Regions from separate parts of the Mus musculus genome. Here region 2 is linked to region 1. The links are chromatin contacts, called in public promoter capture Hi-C maps. All regions are on one chromosome and are shown on one strand. The core of a region is the stretch at or near the end of the contact, and the rest is flanking DNA. Distances in the headings are between cores, read along the strand shown.

The links. Promoter capture Hi-C pulls out the DNA fragments that hold promoters and counts their contacts.
Region 2: a promoter capture Hi-C map of liver shows a contact between it and region 1, with 2.1 times the contacts expected there. The contact joins the promoter of P2ry2 here to the promoter of Chrdl2 in region 1. A contact is called at or near these places in 3 of 39 promoter capture datasets (liver and pre-B cells) and 1 of 9 other capture datasets (liver).

Annotation. Positions count from the first base shown.
Region 1 is chr7:100,004,112-100,008,095 of GRCm38.p6, reverse strand. It overlaps Chrdl2 (chordin-like 2), which reads right to left and starts at 1,692. Exons shown (of 11, transcript NM_133709.3): 1 at 1,449-1,692. The coding sequence starts at 1,530.
Region 2 is chr7:101,010,047-101,014,053 of GRCm38.p6, reverse strand. It overlaps P2ry2 (purinergic receptor P2Y, G-protein coupled 2), which reads left to right and starts at 2,056. Exons shown (of 3, transcript NM_008773.4): 1 at 2,056-2,342.

The DNA of each region.
Region 1 (3,984 bases), core at 443-2,942:
GTTCACCCAGGGCAATGGTATTGGAAAGGAAGCTGCAGGGCCAGGGTCAAGTCCAGGGCAGGCATGGCAGTCCTCTGAGACTAAGTCTCCTTCAGTGGACAGCAGGCAGGCTAGGAGGAAACTCTCAGGGCTTAAGGAAGGAGGGGGTATTTACTGAATATTTGACAGTATGCATCTGAAAGCATCACTCCCTTTAGTCCTCCCCCACATCCTTAGACCTTGGTTAGTAGCTCTTGTTTGCCGATGAAGAAACTGAAGTTCACAGAAGTTTGAAAAATGACTCAGGTGTAAGAGGCAGTCAGGAATTGAAGCCAAGTCTGAGCTCTCTGTGTTGTCTTATGAGACATGAGGGTGTCCATAATTCTCATGCCACTGACAGGCTAGGGGACGTCAGACAGACATGCAACATTTCCATTCCCAGAAGCAGGACAGAATCTAGCCTCACTAGCTCCACAAAGCCAGTAGCCAGTCAGAAGCAGAGCTGGCAGGTGGAGCCAAGCCTGGAAAAGGTTGTCAGCTAGGGGGTGGGGACCTGGGTCTTCAAGTTTGGTGGCCTGGAGCAAACTACTGTCCTTGTTGGGCTCTGTTTCTTTATTGGGGAGGTTCAGAAGGAGTCACCAGCATAAGGAGGGGCAGTTAGGAAACAGAGGCTGTGGTCCTGCATAACCTACTGTTTGAAGTGGAAACTCTGGGGGCTTAGGCAGCTGATACACTTTGATGAGGCCACCTTGTAGCATCTCTATACAAGCTGCTCTGCCTGCTCCCTGTCATTTAATACATTTAACGGCTTTAAGAGGCTCCTATTTTATAGATTAGAAAAGAGATGGTGAGGTGCCCTCCGTGTCTGACCCATCAGCTGGCACACAGTGAGGCTGGGAAGATGAAGAACCTCATCTTTTTTCACCACGCCCCGATGCCTTCCAGTCTCACAGCCCCACATCGGGGTGTCTCCCAGACGCTGTAAAGGCAGGATTTGGAATTAGACTCTTGGCTTTGGATAGCTTACCAGCTTCGGAAACTTTCTTCTCTTTGCCCTGCCGATTTTACTCATCAATTAAATGTAATGATGACACCTCATGGAGTGTTGTGAGTATCAAAAGCGATAATGGACTCCACTTTGTTCATCTTTCAGCCCAGGAGCTCATCAGCCTTTCCGTCTTTCACACTCAACACATCAGGCTGCTGGGAGTAAAGTCCCTTCCCACAATGCACACTGCTCTTCCCCCAGCAGCACCCCAGAAAGAAACTCTGCCAAACTTTTCTCCCCCCAAGACTCACCAGCCCACACTGGTCATGGAGCAACATCTACCCCTGCTATGCAGGTGCTGCCTGGATAAATGCAAGCGTTAAGGGGTCCCCAGGTCCTAACTAACATCTTCCAGCAAAGTACATCCCACTGGTTCGCATCCCTCCCCTGCCTGCCCAGACTTTGCCTGGTTTCTACTTACGGGATAGTGCTTGCGAGTCCAACGGGAGCCAGAACATCACGAGTCCCAGCAAAGAGGGGATGATCCTCACCCCGGGAACCATCCTTCCTTGTCCCAAGGTCAGACAACCCCGGGATGAGCCGGGAGAAAGTGAGATAAGGACACAAGTAAGTCCTCAGAGGACCAAGTAGGACCGCTGCTTGAGGAGTCGGAAAAGCAAAGATGAAGAGGAGCCAAGGACAGGAGAGGTCTAAGGTGAGGATGAGAGGACGGTGGGGAGGGGACGAGGAGAAGAGAGAGAGAGAGAGAGAGAGAGAGAGAGAGAGAGAGAGAGAGAGAGAGAGAGAGAGAGAGAGAGAGAGAGAAATTAGTTGGGGAAATGAAGAAAAAGGCTATGGCAGAGAGGGAGAAGGTGCTAGCTAGAGAACCGGGATCTGCGGGGTGCGGTCACCGGGGTGCAGTGTCCCTGTGGCGCTGGCTGGCGGCGGCGCGGCGGCGCGGGGTCCGGCGCGGGTCTGGGGCGCGGTGGGGCGACAAGACCCTCGGTGGCGGCGCGGGGGAGGTTGAGCGCTGCCGCTGTGCACGCCTCGGGCGCCAGACGCCGCGCTCGGGCGCATTTGTACTTTGCCGCGGGAAGCCTGCAGCCCTGGGCCGCCCTAATGCTGGCGCCTCCTCTGAGGCACCGCGAGCTCGTGGATTGGCCACGAGAAACAAGCCCATTTCTCCCCCTCCCCTTTAGTGCAGGGCTGGGAACCTTCGCTCCAGGCAAGGCGCCGAGTGGAGACGAGGGGGCTGGGGAGGGGGAAGGGGGCCACAGACGCCCCGGGTTTTAACCCCTGGCTCCCCGCGGTACGCAGCCTGCAAGGGGAACCAACCCAGTTAGATTTCAGATGAAACTGAGTGGGGAAGGTCATAGTACGGGTCTGGGAATCTCAGGATTGGGTATTTGGTGGGGGAGTGCAGAGACACTTGCCATTTTGAACACAGTCTGTGTGCTTGCACATAGCGCCTAGGAGAAAGGTTTTCTCTCCAGCACTAAGATAATGATTTGAGTTACTTTAAAAGTCTTCAATATCGTCCTGCAAATGTCGCAAAGGATTAAATAAGATTTGGAACATCAAAGCACTTCAACTTTGGAGGAAAGCCATTTCAGGTACCTGGAATCTCCCATTGGCAGGTGGTGGTCCTAGGCATCATCCCCAGATGAGAGGTAGCTTTGCTATGGAGTCACTGCTGCTACCACTTACCAAGCAGCCCAGGATGAACTCTTTCTACAGGCGAGGCCCCACTGCTCTGCATGCGCCAGTGACAGCCAGGGTCAGAGCTTTGTCCTTTCACCAGAAGGTGAGCACGCTGATCCAGAACCCCAGCAGCCTGGGCAGGCTGTTGCTCCAGACCTCATGTTAGGTGAGCTCCTGAACTAATAGGACCCTAAGAAAAGAACAAGCTCTGTCCACCCCAGAGCACACAGGCTCTGCAATGAGAGGGCAGACTCAAGGTGCTGGCGCCATCCACAGCTTGCTGGGCCACTGTGGGCAAACACAGTCGTCCTGGCTTTGGACCTTGATTCCTGAGCATCTCTTACACAGCTACCAGTGTCTCAGACCAGGACAGGTGTAAGGATGGAGAAGTGGCAGGCCACACCCCATTCCAGGTTATCTGACTGGCAGGGTTAAGGCTGCACTCCTCACGCCAAGTGAGCAGTGGGAGGAACCAGTGACCAAGAAAGCCCCTACTCAGGGCTCTCAGAGTGAAGACAAACATGAGCTCCTTCCAGTCCTCCTCTGACTTAGGTTCTCCTTGTCAAAGCTCTCCTCCACTCCACCCTCCTGGATACAGTGTTTGCTAAGAAGTAATCTCCCCCCCCCCCCCCGTCTCTGCTAATGTGTGCTCTGTACCTGTCTTGATGTCTAAGGTTGCCAAAGGTGGGCTCATTGGGTTCTAAACCCTGTTCATTCTGCTTTCCTGAAGGGTCTCTGCCACCTCAGCTTTCCTCAGAGCTCTGGTGTCTTCAGTCCTTACTCACAGTCCTTTCCCACAGCCTGTCTTCAGGTCTCCTGTCCCTGGTCCAGGCGTTCCAATGTATTTTCCCCCACACTCTCCACAAGAGTTGTGCTGATCATTTCAACGACAAACCAGATGCCCCCTTGCCCCCCTTGAACCCATTCTGGCCATCTTGGAACTCGTATGATTAAGATGTATAACATTCAGCATTGACTTTAAGTCTGTGCACATTTGACTCCTGACTCCTTTCTGTCACCGTCACCCACTCTACCCACCCTGTACCCACCCTACACCCCCTACACCCACTCTGTACCCACTCTACCCACCAGTATCCTCCTACCCCCTCCACCTTTACCAACCACTCGCCTCCCCCAAGTGCCCATGCATTTCACACCTCTGTATCGTTGTACACATTTTCCTTCTGCAAGAAGATCAGTTTCCTTCTGCTTCTAAATCTTGGGCCATGAGCAAAGTAGACCAGGATTTTCTGACTGAGTCTCATCTCCACTCCTGTCTTGCCAAGTTGCACCAACTGGCTTTGGCGATCCTCCGG
Region 2 (4,007 bases), core at 807-3,306, 1.0 Mb before region 1:
GGGAGACGCCCTCAGTGCTGGTCTACACTTCATAGGGTACTCACTGTGTCTCACAGAGCTCCCATTTCCTGGCTGGATCAATAGAGGTTCTAAACTCTTTCAGTTGCAAACTCTCAAGTCCAGAGTACGTGAAAATATGAACGCAAATGTGCTCAAACTGGAATGCGATGGGGGTGGGGGTGGGGGTGGGGGTGGGGGTGGGGGGTGGGTAGGGAAGTCTACTGGATTTGGTGATCTACAAAATCTGAGGATTGGGAAACCTAACCTCCCAGGCTCTTCTGAGAGGGGATACTCACTCTGCAGACCCAGAAAGCTCAGGATCATGGGCAAGACCCCAAATAAGGACATTTAGTCAGAACAGCAAGACAGGAGTACATAACACATTGTGCAGAAAAGAAGATGGAGAGCCAGGCGTGGTAGCACATGCCTAGAATATCAGCTCTCAAGAGGCTGAGTCAGGAGGACTGCTGAATGAGGCCAGCCTGAATTACATGGTGAGTTCAAGGCCAACAGGGCCTACATAGGGAGATCCTAGCTATAAACAAACAAACAAACAACAAAAAGAGGGCTGAATCTTAGAAAGTAGACACAGAAAAAGTGAAGGAAGACTTGAATCTGAGTACTCGGGCTTTACCAGGTCACCTGACATGATGTCATGTACCTTGGGAATGTCGTTTCTTTGGCTATAAAGTAAAGGAATTGGACCACAGCAAGGGTAAAGTCCAAGACTGCCCACTGTCCAGCCTGTGGGTCTTCTAGAGGCTAGGATCCATCCTGGGTCCTAGGGGAAGCAGCAGAAAAAGACCTGACGGCTCAGAAGGGAGATCAGGAAAAGGAAATCCGCTGGGATTTCAATAACCAGAAAGACTTCCCTCACACGAGGACCCTAAAGCCACAAGGGTGGCTGTGGAGAGATCTAGATTTCTGGAAGCTGCCTGCACCAGCTCCCATAGCCAGCAGAGGTTAGACAAGGAGCCTTTGTGTCTGCTCAAAGGCCCCAGGAGGCTGCAGAGAGGCTCAGCCACCCAGCTCTGTGTATTCACCCTTCTCACTCTGGACAGGGCTGCAGATCGGACCCTTTCTGGACCCCTCCAGGGGCTGCGAATGGGACTTTAGTCAGCGGATACACAACTAACAAAGTCTACAGCCCTTGGGCAGAGAGCAAACTCCTCACCATAGGAAAAGGCTTGTTCTGAACTTGTCCGTTTATTTGGCCACCCCAAGACTCCCTGGATGGACACGAAAAGTAGGATCATGGAAGGACTGGCTTCATTTCGCAGAAAATGTGTCTTACAGTGCTAAAGGTGGCCTAGAACTTATACTAACAGATGCCTGAGTCAGAAATGGGAGGGGGCAGACACCCTCTCATTCATCCACCCCTTCACAGGACAGCAGTGAGGTGGCTGGTGTGGTCCTTGCCTTTTTGAGCTCAAACTAGGACAGGAATGGGGTTTGTGACTACAGAAAGTCTTCAGAGCAGGCCAGAGAGAAGAATTGAGGCAGTTCAAGATGAGAGATCAAACTAAACCAGGACTTCATGGACCCGTTAGTGACCTGAACGAAGAGCAAAAGCAGACGGAGGTGGTGAAGCCGGCAAAGATTTCTGCTGGTACCAGCAGTCTGAAAGCACATCCATCTGTCCATCCGTAAGTGACGCGGGATGGGGCAGCAGCGGAGGGAAGGCTGAGGGTCAGTATAAAGGTCCATCGGTGGGCAGTGACAGGAGCCAGGCCAGCACAAAGCAAACCTTGTAAAACTTGGGCGTCGCTGAAAATCGGTGAGCTAAGCAGGTGACCTCTGCTCAGCCAGGACGGTCGCCTTCCGCCTCTCCTTGCTCAACAGCCGTGGCGGACACGCTGACCGGCGGCGACACTGACCGACCGCGTCCCCAAGCGGGTGGCAGACTGGAAGCATCTGTTTAGAAGGGTTGGGGGCGGCTCCGGCGTCTGCCCAGAGTCTGCCCCGCCCTCCTGCTCACAGCCAGGCTATGGGGTGCGGAGCGGGGCGGAGTAGGGCGGGGACCGCGGCGCTTCCAGGCACGTGGGACCCTGCGCCACTCGGCATGGGACTCGGGCACCAGGAACAGCGGCGGCAGCCCTTGGAGGGGACCAGCGCAGCGGGGAGGTGAGAGGTGCTTCCTAGAGGGGAGCGGACACCAAGAGAGGTCGCCAAGTGAGGCCTGGGGACGGGAGCGCCGGTCGAGTCAGCGCCAAACAGGGAGAGCCCATTACGTGACTGTCCCGAGGGCTCGGGCTCCCAGCCCTTGTACTGCGCAAAACTGGGCGGTGAGAGCCGGCTGCCGGTGCGCTGATGAACTTTGTTTCCTCTAGAGCGTGATCTCGGTGAGTGTCATCTTGGTGTGTTTACCAGCATACTGGGGGAATCTGTGTGTTAGTGGGCAAATGCGCACACCCTTAGGGTGTGAGTGACTGAACTTAGTCTGTGTGTACCCCTGGGGCGTAAGTCTGTGGGCTAAGAGACCTGGGAATCCTGGAGACTTCTTGCGCTTGGACTCTTAACTCTCCCCAGAGTCAGTCTGGGTAGCTCACTCGGTGTCAGTGAGGTGTCAGTGAGGAACCGGAGGCAGTGGCAGCAGCGGCGGGGTTGTGGGGTTGGGAGTGGGGGGTGCGGTGGGGTGGGAATGTGGGTTGCTAGTGCAATTTCATATAAGGACAGTTAAGACTTTGATCTGTCTGGAAACTTTTAATCGGGCAGGTGGTGCTGTATGAAGGGTCAGGCAGAAGAAAGACAGTGTTCACCTCACTAGGGCTACAGTGTGTGTGTGTGTGTGTGTGTGTGTGTGTGTGTGTGTGTGTGTGTTACTGATCTCCAGGAGCTAGACCCAAGTGTAGATCCTTCTGGGAACTAGCCTTTCCAGTTTGGAGATTTATAGGGCTAGGTGACTGCTGTGCTCAGAATGGCATCCCTAGAGTCCCTGGGTCAGCAGCCTTGTTTTGGATCAAGTTTGGAATAGTGGCTTTTGAAGATCAGGCTGGGGCGGCAGGGAAGTGGCAATTATCTGTGGGTGGGAGTGGGAGGAAGGAGAGTCTCTGAACAGACTCTACACTGCTGCCAGTGTGGGTCCTGCATGAGGGCTGGGGACAAGCCCTGCTGCGGAGGTCTGCCCCTCTCCTTTTCCATGCTTTGGATACTCCAGAGTTTTGAGGACATGGGCAGGTTGGCATACTGGGTAATCCTCAGAAATGGCTGCCCAGATGCAGAGTGAGGTTGTGGCCTTTCCGGGATCCCTTTTGCCCACCTACCCCAGGCACCAGATGAGCATGTGAGGATGTCACCAAGGCCTCATGGGTGACACCAGGAGTTCTTTAATTTCCTGGCTGTAGTCTTTCTTCTTAATGAGAAGTGCTTATGCTACTATTGGAATGTTGTTGAACTGTTACTTGTTACAGTTTATAAGAATCCCTCATCTTTTCCTCCTAAAGGCCCCATGAGAAAGGAACTATTGCCTTTATTTTGTAGATCAGAAAATAGAGGCTTGGAGAATGTCTTCTCTAAGGTCACAAAGCTACATAAATAAAACCTGGGACTCCGCTTACCTGCCCCAGCTGAGGCCTCCCTGCCCAGGGCCAAAGTTTCAGGATGAGGCAGTGCTACTTATTTCTAGGCTGAGGGGAGTTTGATTTCTCCAGTGTCTCACTCTGTGTCCTGGATGTCAGTCTATGGACCAGGCTGACCCCCAACTCGCGGAGACCTGTCCATAGCCTAACTCTGGAACTCTAGGATTAAAGGCAAGCACCACCATGCCTGGCTGCCCCCAGGAGCCTTTCTTTGGGTCTTTCTTGTGGCCTAATTGCCCAGCTGTTTATGGGATGACCACCATTATCCCCAGGTCTGCTCACAGGACCAGGAAGATCTTGCTGACCTGCTAACTAAGAAGTGCCCTCTGATGCATCTCTTCTCTCTCCTAACTGCCTTCCCTGAGCCTGTCTGTGCACCCTTTAACCTATAGTTTCCTCCTGAGATGCCTTTGGGTCCCTAAGCCATCA